2 separate regions of the Cyprinus carpio genome follow, and region 2 is linked to region 1. A link is a contact called in public Hi-C data. All regions are on one chromosome and are shown on one strand. Each heading gives the region's core, a stretch centred on a gene start, on an enhancer-like site or on the middle of the called end of the contact. The rest is flanking DNA. Distances are from core to core; before and after follow the strand shown. Region 1 overlaps ahr2 (aryl hydrocarbon receptor 2). Region 2 overlaps ahr2 (aryl hydrocarbon receptor 2).

Region 1 (7,250 bases), core at 1,709-4,208:
TCTGCTAAATGCATAAATGTAAATAGAATCAAATAAAAATTGATTGCTTATGGTTGCGATTATACTTGACGAAAACTTTAGAAATGTTTCACACCTGCCACTGGGAAGTAAGGAGGGAAACGCTATTTCTACATGTGGCAGAGGTACATGGGAACATGTAGAAATCAGTAAGCAAAGAAATATTGTGAGGACACTTATGGTTGCAATTTTACTTGCATAATTGCCAAACACCTGGGACTTGCATGTGGTAACCTAAAAATAGCAAGGTGTTAAACAGTTCTGATTTCGATTTTACTTGACAATTCGGGGTGACAATTCTACTGAATTTTTCTTTTGAGATAGCATCACCAAAATAGCAACAAGTTTTCGATTCCTAACCCTGGCAGCATGTCTGTAGCAATGCAGTATGCCACTGAGGCAATCTTGGTTTGACTGTTTTAATTTCAAATGAGGTCAAGTTTTAAGACCAAAGAGTTTTTAAGACCAAAATGACTGGAGCAAATCGTTTTACCATCTTGTTGTATGGTGCATGCATGCACGCACACCACAGGGCCTACATGTGCACATATGCCTGGTTTGGGGTTAGAAGTTAACTAGCTGGGCTGAGGTTTTAAGGTGAGGTTTGGGAGAAGGCTTCTGGTTTGGGGTTGCTGGTTAATCTCAGTTTCTTCTTCCTCGTCAATTTGTACAGAATGACAGAAGTAAACAAGCTGTTGATTCTGTCATTCTTGACTTGGAACAGGTACTTTAACAGGTCCGGGGTGTTGATTGAGTCAAGACAGCTTTGCAAAACTTGCTGCAACACAAAGAATGCTAGATGAGCAACGACCATGCCTTCGGTTATGATGATTTTGTTTGAGTGGCAGCTGTTGTCACGACTTTGTCACCGGGACTTCAACACATAATAAGACAGCAAGTCCTTTTTGGGCCTGCAAATACAAGTTTGTTTTGTCAATCAAATCCATGAGAAAATTTTAAATGTTAACAATAAATTCATTGACAAATAAGCATGAAGTGCTGGGTTGAACTGGGGTCAGATGTTTTCCTGGTATGGTATGAGTTTCTAATTTTCAAAGAATCAAAGAACAAGGAATTTAAGCAATGCTCTGGCAATCATTTACATCATCTTAGCATCGTGGCAGCGAATTTTGCAGGGCACGTACCATTTACATTATCTCTGAATGGAAGAAAATGTCATGTTGAAATCAAAATCTTGTACACACCCTTCCATTATTTATTTACAATCTACTCAAATTCAGAGCAGGAAATTATCATATTACTAAATCCAACCTAGTGAGGCACTCTGAGTCAGTCAGTAACATGGCTCGAGGGTTTAGAAAGACTACACTGTCTGTCCACAAGTCAAAACCCGTAGGTGCCAGAAAAATCACAGTGCAAAAGACTTTCCATGACTCTCTAACCTCAAATGTAAAGGTGCGAATTCACTAAAAAGTTTGTACCGATCCATGACTCTCTTTATAATAGAGTTGCGCTGTTAAAAATCAAATAGAAACATCTTTCTTTGCATGTTAGGTTGAGGATGATAATATAAATTAAAAATGCATTTATTAAAAAAAATAATAAATAATAATATAATAACAATAAAAATAACAGTAAACAAAAATGTTGATCATCTCGTCAGTAAAGCCGGTTCTGTAATCAGCGGTAAATCTCTACACATGCGTGCTTTCAAGTGGAGCAGCATTTACTACACAGAGCTGTTGTTCACTGACAAGGTGCGCAAAACATGTGCAAAATATGATTGTGGTTTTGCGCAGCTTGTCAGTGAACAACAGCTCTGTGTAGTAATTGCTGCTCCACGTGAGATTTACCGCTAATTACAGAACTGGCTTTACTGACGAGATGAGCATTAATATCGGGCCGATATTTATCGTGCATCCCTAATAGTTATTATTAAAAATAATAGGCCAATAACCTATATCATGCATCCTCAATTTACAATTATTTTAAAATAAAAACATTAAAAGTCTTTGGTGTGTCTTCGTTTAGCTAAATGTGTGTGTAGTCCTAAGAGCACACACACTCATATGAACGGCAGCTCCATGCTGACAGACAGGGCTGGCTTAACTCGCTCTCCCTCCCTCCCCTTTGGGGAGAACAATTCTAGCCCAGCACAGAAACACACACACACACTCCGGCAGACCTTGAGCAGCCCCCTCTCACTGACAGATCTGCAACAGTGCTCTCACGCAAGCCCTGCCTCCCCTGAGACACTTCACTGCCAACAGAAAACACACACACACACCGAACGTCCTGAGTGTACTCGCATACACACACACACATACACACATACACTTGAAAATTTCCTGCATATACAACTCACAAGTCTCAGGAACAGACATGCAGATGCAGGGATGAAATGTGCACCCGAAAACACACATTTTACCACAAAAACATAAACGATACGCTATCTTACTTACACTACGAAGTACACTTCAAGGAAAAAACACGCATATACAACCGTCGTCCTTTGTAAACAGGAAATACAGCCTATCTCTTCCTGTGCACATTGCAGTACAGACGAAAATGTAAAATGGTGAAATCGATGTATGATGAGGAGCGGAAAAAGGCTGGAGAGGAAGAGTACAGTGCACCAGGGTGTCCAATGACCTCTTGGGTCCGAGTGGACAGGAAATGGTGTCGGGATCCAAAGAAAACTTCTCTCACCCACAGGGCTTTCTTTATCTGTCTTGACTTACAATGCTGATATTGTTCTCGCGCTTCCCCTTTCTTCCTTCTCGTTAACACCCCTCACACTGAGAGTCACTCTTTTTTTTTTTTTTGGTTTAGGTTTTAGTGTCATTTAACCCTTGTTGTTTGTCCCAATGGCGAAGAGGAATGAAAAGATATCGGCCATGCCTCCTGACATAAGGAAGAACCAGAAAATTGGTTGGAAGTAGAACTTACAACTCTTTCCAAATCTCCATAAGCTTTTAACCCGGTTTGTCTCGACACTCTGCTTTACTCCCAGCATCTGTTTTGTCTGTTTGGAATGATGTAACCTAAAACTAAAATGGCAAACTGAAAGTCTTGATGATCTGTCATTCGTAAGATTGGAGGAAGCAGGTAGGAATGGGTGGAAATGTGAGAACAGTAAAATCTTCTTGACAATATGCCAAAGTGCTTGTCACCTCAGACAAACAGACAGTTAAATCTCCTTGTCAACTCATTCTGTAAACTTTCATTCAGAACTGCGGGGACAGGGAGTTGACCTGTCTGCTCATTTTCCACTCCCACGATACGAAGGATCACTTCCTGATAAGCTAATGACAAGAGGCTGTAAACAAACAGATAGGCTAGGTGTAAAACACAGATATATTATGATAAGGGTCAATAACTCTTTTGTTTTGGCACGCAAGCATTGAGCTTTTATGGCTTGCACAATATTGATGACAGTTAGCAGATGTAGCTTATTGGTTAAGAGCTATACGACAGTTGTACAACAGTCGTCAATGACGCCATTGATGTCTAGCATATTGTTTGACATAAGTTCTTATGGTGTGCAAAATTGATGATGGTTATGGATATAGCTGAGGTGATAGAGCAAAGGTTGTCGTTTTTAGGCCTTTGTGTTCCTAGTAATTTTCTGCTCCTGATAAATGAACACTTAATTCCTTATTAAACAGATATATACATAGAATATATATGCAATCTGAAACAAGGTCACCACATGCACAAGTACTAAGCTCGACAAGACTAATTTCTGGCTGCCTCAGAGATACAGTCATTACAATTAGTAACCTATAAGTCGCTCAGGATAAAAGCAACTGATGACGCCAAGTGATAAGCAAACAAGAAGGCTAATAATTGCACTTTCACTGGCTAGTCCCTGCTGGAAAGTCTAGCTTAAACTGGAATGTGATGACCTTGTTTGACCAGTCACCATGTGCCAAAAACCGGCTCGACTGCACTGAGCTCATATGTCAGTGCTCTAAGGTTGCTTGTACGTGCTATAATGACCAGCTAAAAACCAGTTAGCATGTTACAAAACAAAGCTACCAGCTATGCAATTCTTGCAGGACCCTCAGAAGGTAAATCAAAGACAAGATTTGCTTCTTTGTTGCAATGAAACAGTTTGGGTTCTGTAACTTGAGAATCGCATCCCTATTTCTGAGAGCCATGTTTAAAAACATGGAAGGGAACTGGTGAACTTGGACGTCTTGACCATATTTCAGGTCTGAGCCAAAGTATCAGGAAACATCTTTTTCCTCTTCAAAAACCTCAGATAATGCTGATCATTCCAACAAAAGACCTCCTCTTCCTTTCAGACTTTCTTGCGGTCTTCCATCCTGGTCGCTCTTTCGCTCCATTCCATGTGCGTTAAATGAGAAGAATCTGAGGTGGATAAGTTGAGTTTTGTGTGCATGTTTGATAAAACGAACAAGGAAAAGAGGACATCTCTGTGATGGAGGGATCACAGACAGACAAGTGGAAAGGTGGCATGCAGGTGAGAAGAGGAAGAAAAGTTGTGGATTGATGACAAACATTTCCCTCCGGGCAATACGAAGAAACTGGTATTCAACCAACCACAGTGTTGCAAAAATCCTACTATACTGTATACCTCAGAGCTGGTACTGTACTGTCTAGTGCTAGTTTGCTAAGCAAATGAAGATTGCTCAAAGTTTTTAAAGACTTTCTTTTGCTCTCTCACCTTCTCTTTCTGAACAAAGACTACTTCCTGTGTACACAGAGGAAATTAAGCAACACGTTTAACAGGTTTCCCCTGGTTAGGATGCCAAGTGATCAAACCGTGCACGTTCCAACACATGTGTAAGCACATCAAAGTTTAGGATTAAGAATCAAAAAAGCTGTCAGGCTAACCACCTCAGGCTATCACGGCATGTGATAAAAAACCCCCCAACTTTCAAGAGATTCACCACATGATCATGTGACATACTGACAAACTTTGTAGGTTTCAGCCTTATGTAAATGCAATATGGTTTTACGGTCACACTAACTGTAGAAAAGTACTATAGTAACAGAGTGGGGAAAAATACTAAACAGTCTACATAGAGCCCTTACAAAAAAGTATTGTGGTGGTACCATGGTACAATGATGGCGAAACTTTGATTACTATATTGCATAAAAAAAAGAAAAAGAAATCTTGGATCTTGAATATTGTATTTTATAGGGTACTCCATGATACTTCAAAGTATAATACAGGTACAAAATACCATGCTATTACCATGGTACCAAAACAACCATGGTGGGACTATAGTGCAATTTTTTGAGTAAGGTGTCCTTTACATGAAAATTCTGTGGTAATACCATATTATTTTGGAGATGTACCATGATAGTCATGTACTATTGTATTCTTGGAAATACACTGGAATATATTATAGCTATATTTTGATGGTACATGTCCAAAATATCATGGAGTTTCCATGGTACTTCCATGGTACAATGCCCAAAACAATCATGGTGGTACCACAGTGCTTTTTTCTTAGCATAAAGGATGCTTTATAAGAAAGTAATGTGGTAATGCCATTGTATTTTAGGCATGTGCTATGGTAAATCATATAACTGAGTAACTTATAAAACCATATGAATGAGTATCATTTTTATTTTTAATTATGCCAATATGGTATATGTACAAAAAAGTACAAATCTTATAACAAATAATAGTTTAATGGATAGTGTAGTTACTATACAAAGCTACTACAGTAAACTTTCAAAAGGCTTTCAGTTGAGGGTTAACAAGCCTGCATTTTTGGTTTAGCCATTTCCTATCAGTTAGCATTTCACTTAGCAAAAATGACTGATAGCATGAAAATGACTCATGATTTTTCTTCCCCCAAACCCACTTCAATCTAGCCACTTCCTTACTGGCTCAAATATATTGAAGCGGGCCCAAATCGGCTGTGTGGCATCATGTTTTAGCGGGAAAGACCATGAAAATCACAGCATGAGGGGAGGAGTAGCCGCAAGCCAGCAAAACATCTGGTGGCAGATCTACATTGACTCTCATGTCCAGTGATTCATACTTGAGTCTTATGCACACTATGAAGAAAACAAGCTGTTTGGTGCTATGCACAACATACCACACAAGCTTCTGGCTCTGCATGATACAGTTTGTTTGAAGAGTGCTTCAACCTGGAATTACGTGATTACTCATCACCGCTAGTACATTAATCACTTCTGAAAGATGTCACGGAATAGGGATAGCAAAAGTGCTTGTAGTTTGGTACTAGACGGATGCTAATACTTTAAAAAGAAAGTAGCCTAAAAGTAGCATTATACAGTATTTGTAGTACAGAGAACTCCGAAAACTCAGTTCTTCAATCAAAGAGAAGTCTATTTTTTTCCCCAATCTCTTCCTTCCTTTGTTTGTTCTCGCTCACTATGACACATTTATTTCATTTATTTCCAGTGACTAGCAAGGCATTATGGTACCTTTCTTTCAAATCTTCTCTCTCAAAAGTTATGCTGGCTCTTTATCATTCTTGGGCCTGTCTCCACTTGAGTAGCCAAGCTCTGTTTTGACTGTGATGATCTTAAAAGCTCCATCTTGTGTTGCTGATAGGCATGCTTGTTGATGCTATCGCCACCTCAAGTGTGGGGGAACACTGCCACATTTGTTGTTTTCGTGTTATGCGCCTCCGAGAAGCCTAGTTTGATTAGCACTGCAGTAGGGACAGATTAACACACAGGGCTACGCGATTTCAACCATGGAACGTTTTTTATAACGTTCAGTGCGGCACATCACCTGCTGCTAAATTCAAACCGGCATTCATGCTTTGGCTGGCGCTGAGCTAGAGTTGAGCCTTTTTACAGCTCTGTGCATTATAACCAATCACACACGATTCTGTTGAATCAGAGTTGTTCAGACCAGTCATTGCTGAAACTCCGGAGTTTTGTTCAGAGCACACGCTTGCTGACTGAATTCTGCTCTCTGGCAAATTCTCTCATCTGAAACAACAAAGTGCCGACTTTTGCGCACAATCTAAGAAAGATTTTAATTTCACAGTGTAAACAGCTTCTGTGATTAAAACAGGAGTTTTTGAGAGTGCTTGAGCTAGACTCAAGTCAACAATAATGTTCTTTGATAATGTAAATCTTCTTTAATCTCTTTCTGTGTGTTATAATTAGTAACTTACAATGTTTTTATTAAATTCACATTAGATACAAGTAGGACTGGACATGAATATTTGATTATTCGAATATTCGTTTGGTGGGTTGGCATTCGTTTTTAAATTATGAGATTAAATTTTTTTTTTTCGTTTTTGAAA
Region 2 (7,250 bases), core at 3,504-6,003, 170 kb after region 1:
GACAGAGTGACGCTCTTGTAATGCGTTTTGGGGGGAATTTATTAACGCAGACGGCGCTGTTTAGTTGCACATGCAAAATCGCAAAAAAGAGGCAAATTGGAGAATGCACAGTACAATTTACAATCTTGAGGGAAAGTTGCTAAGATTAAAATAATGCAGAAGACAACATGTCTGGATATATGCCTAGTTATAATGGTTTTGGCCATCATTTGATGTATAAATAATTGAACACAAAATGAACACTTCTGATTTCTGTGGCTAGGAACAGCAAAACATTAATTGCAGCAGGTCAATTACTTTTTGCCAGCTGAAAGTTGTGAAAAGATCTCTAATAAGCTTAATTTACACTGGAAAAGCTAAATTATTTAAATAAATTAAATACACTGAATAAAGAAAATTGCATTTTTGAATCAAATATTTAATTTAAAAGCATTTAATTTCAATACTGACAGCACAATCTTATTTCAGCACTGAATTTTGTAAAAAAAAAAAGTTAAAATTAAAGTTAAAATTAAATTTAGTTTAAAATGGTAAAATAGTGTTAAATTGAATGTATCTAAATGAACTACTTTTAAATATTGAATTTAAAATTATTTAATTTCAATACAGCCCAGTGTGCCTAAAGCAGTGCGATAAATTATGTATTTTTCCCTGAATGAATTATGAAAGGTCAAGACCTATGTGTGTGTATGTTTATGTGACCCTGACGTCATCTTGACACAGAACTGCCCTGGTATTTCAACCAATCAAACGCCGTTCACAAGCATTATCAAAACACGCCTTACTGGCCAATAAATCAAATGACAGTAGTAGTAGTAATGTAATACTATAGCAGTGTACACTAATATTTTACTGTTGTTTCGTATTGTTGTTCTTGTACTGTTCTTTCAACACTCTTTCAGCAAAGTATGTTGTCATTCTGCACACGAAGGGATAAGCAGACCGTGAGAAGTGAGCATGAAAAGAGGCCGAGAGCGAAGCAGGAAGAGCCGGGTTAAAGAGATGGGGTGGAGGGGGATCATGGGACGTGTTGTACAACTGCTTCACTGTTTACATAGCCTGTTTTCTGTCAGGCAAAGGCATTAAACTTGAATTGGCACTCTTTGTCAAAGAGACAGTGTGAGAGCATGGCCTGAATTTGAGGAATTTTTCTGTCAACCAAAGTGTAAATTATGCCATCTTCATGTCATATTCATTCATTTTAGCTTATTTTATTCTGGGATAAAATAACTGAAATTAATTAGCATTTTCGTAAATGAAAATAAGAGTTTTGTTGACAAAAACAACTAAATAATATATATACACAGATAAAAATCTGAAAATAAAATATTGGAATACAGAATAAAAAGTATTTTAAATATATTAATTTTATTCAGCAAGGAAGCATTAAATTGATCAAAGGAGACAGTGATGTTACAAAGATTTCTATTTCAAACAATGCTGCACTTTATATTCATCAAAAAATGTATTATGTTTTCCATGAAATTACTAAGCAGCAACAACAAAAAAAAAAGGTTTCAACATTATTAATAATTGAGCAAAAATAATATTTTATAATAATAATAATAATAATTTTATATATATATATATATATATATATATATATATATATATATAATATTTTAACTATATAACTTTTGTAGTAATAAATATATGTATAATTTTTAATGATTAAATATATAAATCTCATATTTTATTGCCTAGATTAACTATGACTAAGAATAAAAATAGAAAAATGCTCTCAATCCCTCCTTCCCACTCCATCCTCTGTGAACTCAGCACATGCTTGTGCAAACAGACTTAACCCCTGACCTCTGGAAACAGAGCTAGGTTCAGCGGTGCTATCGAGATGTCGCACAGTTTACATTCGGCCCTTGTGTTTGTGCGTGTGGAACTCTGTTCACTGTAACTGCACCATAATGAAGACTGGGGGTAAACTGACCTAGCGGTCAGAATGATACAGCGTTTATGGAGGCATTTCTCAAGCTTGATGTTGATTGCTATGCAATTAATGATAAACATGTTTCAGATAAACCTGTTGCTGTCTATGCGAGACTGAAGTGGCATCAACAACGCCTCACTGAAGAAGTGAAATTGGGTGTTTACTTTGACGTCTGAAAAAAGCAGAAGCACACGAGAACAAAATGTGCGAAGACTGACGTGGTTTCACTGAGGTTGTGACATGCTCGTTTGGGGTCAGGTGGGATACGGTCGGGTGATTCGTTCATTTGTGTTGCGCATCAAGTGAAGGAAAAGCCTAAGGAGCGCCAAAACAGAGTCAAGGAGGAAATGTGTTTGATTGAAGAATGAAAAAAGGGCGACATTCTTCCATCCAGAGATCTTAGGGTGACTCAACAGTCAGAACGGGAAAACCACATCCTGAGATTTGTTTGCAGCAATTACACTGATAAGGAGACAGCCAGCTGGACAATCACTCCTGTCGGGACGCGGGGACAGAAATAGAGGGTGAACGAGGGTTTTTGTTTCAGTTCTACAAAAAAGGTGGGCAAGACTTCTGGACGGAAAAATGGATAAGTGACAATTCTGCTGAAAACTGAAAATAATTCTTTAAAGATCCATTTCTATAGCCTGACATTTCATCCAACTATTAGAAAGATTTTAAACAAAACTGCTAATAAAGTAAAATAATATAAAATGCTAAACTAAAATAAAAAAGACTTTGCTATAAAATACTACAAAATGCCTTTGTGTCTTCCCCTGATGAAAAAAAACTATAGGTTTTAAACAAACCAACAAATAAATAAATAAAATAATCTGCTACTAGTTCAATAAAATAAAATAAAATAAAATAAATTAAAACATTTACCAAATGTTTGCATGCCTTTCTGTATTAAATAATGAAAAAATACAACAACAACAACAAAAAAAGAAACCTGGTAGATCCACCATAGGTCCAAAAAAAAAAAAACTAAAGCAAAAATAAATAATAAAAATAAACTAAAAGTTAAAATATTTCCTAAATGCATATCGTTCATATCTTTCCTTGTTCAAAAAACAGGTATGTTTTAACCCTTGTGCGCTCCTCATTTGGGAGTCACACTCATGGCCTTTGCGGTCAAAAGTGACCGGACACCTGAAATGTAACTTTTTCTTCAGTAAAATCAATCTAATATATATTTTTTTTTAAAAGTTCTCTAATTTTTAAAAATAATTTTTCAAATCAATGCAGTATCTCTGCAATGAAAAACATGTAATTTCATGGTGTAACCATTAGATGCCTGTATAGGAATCTATAAAGAGGCTTTTGAATCCCCTAGTTGTTTTATACATAATTGTTTACTTTTATTAGGCTGTGGATTTAAATGTATATTAAGACATTCTCGAAGACAATTTTTTTGTTGTTTTAAATGTTGATTTGAAGCGTCAGTTTTTGAATATTTATTACTACAGTCAAACCTGAATACAGAAATAATTTTGTTAGATAAAACATTAAAATTCTATAAAAATGTAACGAAAATAAACAGGAATGCTTTATCAGAGCTTAATCCTTCTGGGCCTGATCTGATTTTAATCTCTTAATTCAGTTTTCTGACTCATTTTGGCTATATGGTTATAGCCATACCAATTCATTTGAGTGTGTGTAATTGTGTGTGTCTGTGAGTGTGTGTGAGTGAGTCTGTTTTGCACTCTTGATATTTTAGAGTGTAACCCTTTCCTTGCTGTCCACATTTTTACTAGATTGTAGTTGAATTATTGATTTTATTTTACATAGTTGCTGTGTTACAGTCGCACCAGTTCAAAGGGGTGTGTGTGTGTGTAGAAGTATGTGTGTGTCCGCGCGTGTGTAAGTGGGTGTGTTGATTTTGCACTCTAGATATTTTAGAGATTCACCCCTTCATTGCAGTGCAGTTTTTTTCTGAATCGTGGGGGATTTGTAGATCGTACACACAAAAATGTTCTTTATTTTAATAATTTTTTTTTTTCCATTCATTTCCTATGGTCGGTCATTTTTGACCGAAGACCATCAGTGTGACAATTTTTTTAACGAGCACTTTTCATATCATGCCCTCAATTATTTTGTGTTCATATACCAAGTGCCATAAAAGTCACCAAGTTTTGTAACATTCGATAAAGCTACGATTTTTAAATAAATGCAGCAAACAAACATCATTACAATTTACTAATAAAATAAAAGTAAAATAAAATAAAACAAAACAAAACAAAACAATTAATAAAAATATTTCCTAAATATCTGTATGTCTTAAATGTCTTCTTTCCTTGTTCAAAAACAGGTCGATCCACCTCATATTCAGGGTATAGGTTGAGCCAGTGTTGCCAAAGTTGAAATGCTCAAACTATCATATTTAGCAATATGTTTTTTATGTCAACAATGCATTTGTATTTCCTGGACTAACCAAGAATGATTCATGTTACTGCAAAGAAAAAAAAAAAGTCATAAAAAATGGTTTGAAATTGGATAAGTGCATTTTATACCATTCAATCAAATTCCACCATATGTGTCATATTTCATTCTAAAATATACTGTCTTTTATTATATTATAAAGAAGTATCACAGAATTAAAAGAGGTTACTAGTCAACGAAGTGGCTGTTCATCAAAGGAACAGTAAACGTCCAAATTAAAGTCGCCTACTAAAACCATCTGTTTATACAATAATCGAGACAATTTTACAGCTGATGGGTGTGTAAAGTGGGCATAAAAGTATCTCGGCTGTGTGTGTATGAATTTATAGGCAACCATAGCTGGAGGTAAGTTTACATGCGCGTCAGACGGCCAATGTTACAGTCAGCGCTGCGAGCCAAAGCCAACATCAAACCAACACAAACATGCGAGAGAACAAAACAAAGGCAAGCAGCGGCCTGTGTCTCAGAGAGCGAGCGAGAGATGGACAGATTTTGAATTGGGACGTGGCCAAGAGCGTATCAGTCCTGGCAACTAAACCCAACAGAAACACTGCGATCCGCGGGTGTTGAGTCAGGTCTTGTTTTTCCCTTTTTTTTGCGCGTTATTAATATCTTTCCAGAAAATTTTTGGGGACGTCCGATAAGCCGTCACATTTTTTGTATCTTACATTGCTGTTTTGGCAGGAGTTGAGTCAACCGGACGACCGCTTTCTACTGTAAATCATCTCGTGGCACGAAACGGGGAGAGATAAAGGAGGAGCACCAGAATACGCGCTTGACCACACGTCGAAATGGAAAATGCGGCTGAAATGCGAGCTCCCTTTTTCTTGGCAGGTTCGCTCGCCGTTCGCTTCCCTGCTGCTCTTAATTACCAAGCTCCATATCCTTGTGTAACTAAACCCTTCTCTCCCCGACCCCTTTCCTCTCCCGCCTCTTTTCCCTCCCTGTCTATCTGTTCTCCTCCCTCACTGGGCCGTTCTCCGTCCCAAAAACTTCGGCAGCGGATGCCAGGGTTGAAAGTTTGCACGCTCGCTCCTCACGCAAGGCTTGGGTTCCGCTTAGTTCTCACTCAGCACTTTCACACACACACACACACGGCGTTCTGCTCCATTCTCAAAAAGCAGTAAATTCCGCACTACCGCCGCCAACACACACACTTCTTCCAAAGCTCAGCTGCAACCACGCAGCTGTCAGCCAGGTAAACACACACACACAGCAAACAGATAAAAAAATGAGAGCGGGAAAGGGGAAAAAATAACAAAGACATGCAGGGAGAGAGGAGAACATTGAGAAAATTAGGAGCAGGGGGATAAAAACATAATCTTTTCCTTTCTTCATCTGTCAAGAAAAAAGCAATTCTGGCCTCCGGACAGCAATCTCATATTATTGTCATTTCTGTTGGCTTTATTTTAAACTACTTATTAAACATTGGCTTTTTATTTTATTGTACATTATTTACTTACACCAATGTTCAATAAAAAGATTTTTTAATTTTTTCAAATAAAAATACTTATTGAAAAATCATTTTTAATATATTTAACTAAATAAATAAATAAACAATACATCTCCAGTCATCTTTTGTGGAACACACACAAAAAAGAGGAATTTTGAAGAACATACTGGTTGTTGTTGCTTTTTTTTCCATATATATACAGTACTTTTTTTTCATAAACACAACTGTTCAAAAGTTTGGGATTAGTAAGTTTTTTTTTTTTTTTTTAAAGAAATAATAACAATTAATATTTATACACTACCTTTCAAATGTCTGGGGTCATTAAGTTTTTCAAATGTTTTTGAAAGAAGTCTCTTATGCTCGCCAAGGCTTCTTCAGTATCACATGATCCTTCAGAAATAATACTAATATGCTGATTTGCTGCTCAAAAACATTTCTGATTATTACTGTTGAAAACTGTTTTCTGGAAACCAAGATAAATTTTTCAAGATTCTTTGAAGAATATAAAGTTCAAAAGAACATTTTTTTTTCTTTTGTAATATTATTAATGTTATAAACATTGCTTCATGTCACTTTTGATCAATTTACTGCATCCTTGCTTAATAAAAGTATTAATTCGTTAAAAAATTATGTAAAAGGAGTACTGTATATATATATATATGAAAAAAGATCATGACTCATCCCTAACACAAATCAACATAATGTAAGGGGAAAACCATGACAGACATATGTAAATACAAAATTCCAATGAAGTTCAGTAAAGAGGGGATTTTAAGGATTCTCTTTTAGAAAGTTTGGACTAAAACACCCTCATCCACCCACTCCTCATTCCTGACCTGTTTCCTGGTCCTGCTTTCTGCGACAGCCAAATTCGCCCAGGGTTTCTTCAAAAAGCAAAACAATAACTTTAAAACCAACACTACATCAGATTAGTAAGGAAAACATGATTGTGGTGTGATTGTACCCTTTCTGAATAACGTTAAATGAGCGTTTTCCTCTAAACAGCTCAAGTGCTGTCACACAATTGGTAAGCAGTGACGGAACGTTCCAAGCTCCGTTTACCGTACCAACCGTTTCGGAACTCTGCCAGAGTGAGTTCCTCAAGTCGCCGGCAACCTCCTAAAAGCATAAACCGTGTTTTTGTTTCATAACAAACTCACATTTAAAATCAATCAATCTATCTCAGTGAATGAATACACCCCCTCTTTAGTTTGCCTCTCTCAACTGCTCTCGTTTCCTCCCTCGACCTCTCCGTCTAAATAAACTCTTGACACGCAATGCTACTGGCAATAAACCCGCTTCTCAGGAGAATCTGCCAAACACCGTCATTCATCAGCGATAGAGAGAGAAAGAAACGCACTCGGCCTCTTGTTGCTTGGGCCTTTTTGGACAATTTATGATATGCACATGCAC

Evidence for each region. A called contact is a pair of places that touch in the nucleus more often than the background predicts.
Region 2: a contact with region 1 is called in a Hi-C map of skeletal muscle, with 7 times the contacts expected there. The contact joins two enhancer-like sites. A contact is called at or near these places in 3 of 8 Hi-C or Micro-C datasets (all in skeletal muscle).

What each region holds. Positions count from the first base shown.
Region 1 is chrB22:19,989,788-19,997,037 of ASM1834038v1, forward strand. All of the region lies in intron 2 of ahr2 (aryl hydrocarbon receptor 2), which reads right to left. The region is part of intron 1 of LOC109082837 (glutamic acid-rich protein-like); the gene reads right to left. Among protein-coding and RNA genes, the nearest start is that of LOC109046910, 45 kb to the right of the region's middle. Within about 2 kb of position 2,959, at least 3 of the 8 cell types and tissues checked have an H3K27ac peak or open chromatin away from gene starts, as enhancers often do. A contact at or near this core is called in skeletal muscle, where this site is marked.
Region 2 is chrB22:20,154,043-20,161,292 of ASM1834038v1, forward strand. The region is part of intron 2 of ahr2 (aryl hydrocarbon receptor 2); the gene reads right to left. The region is part of intron 1 of LOC109082837 (glutamic acid-rich protein-like); the gene reads right to left. Among protein-coding and RNA genes, the nearest start is that of ahr1b, 23 kb to the left of the region's middle. Within about 2 kb of position 4,754, at least 2 of the 8 cell types and tissues checked have an H3K27ac peak or open chromatin away from gene starts, as enhancers often do. A contact at or near this core is called in skeletal muscle, where this site is marked.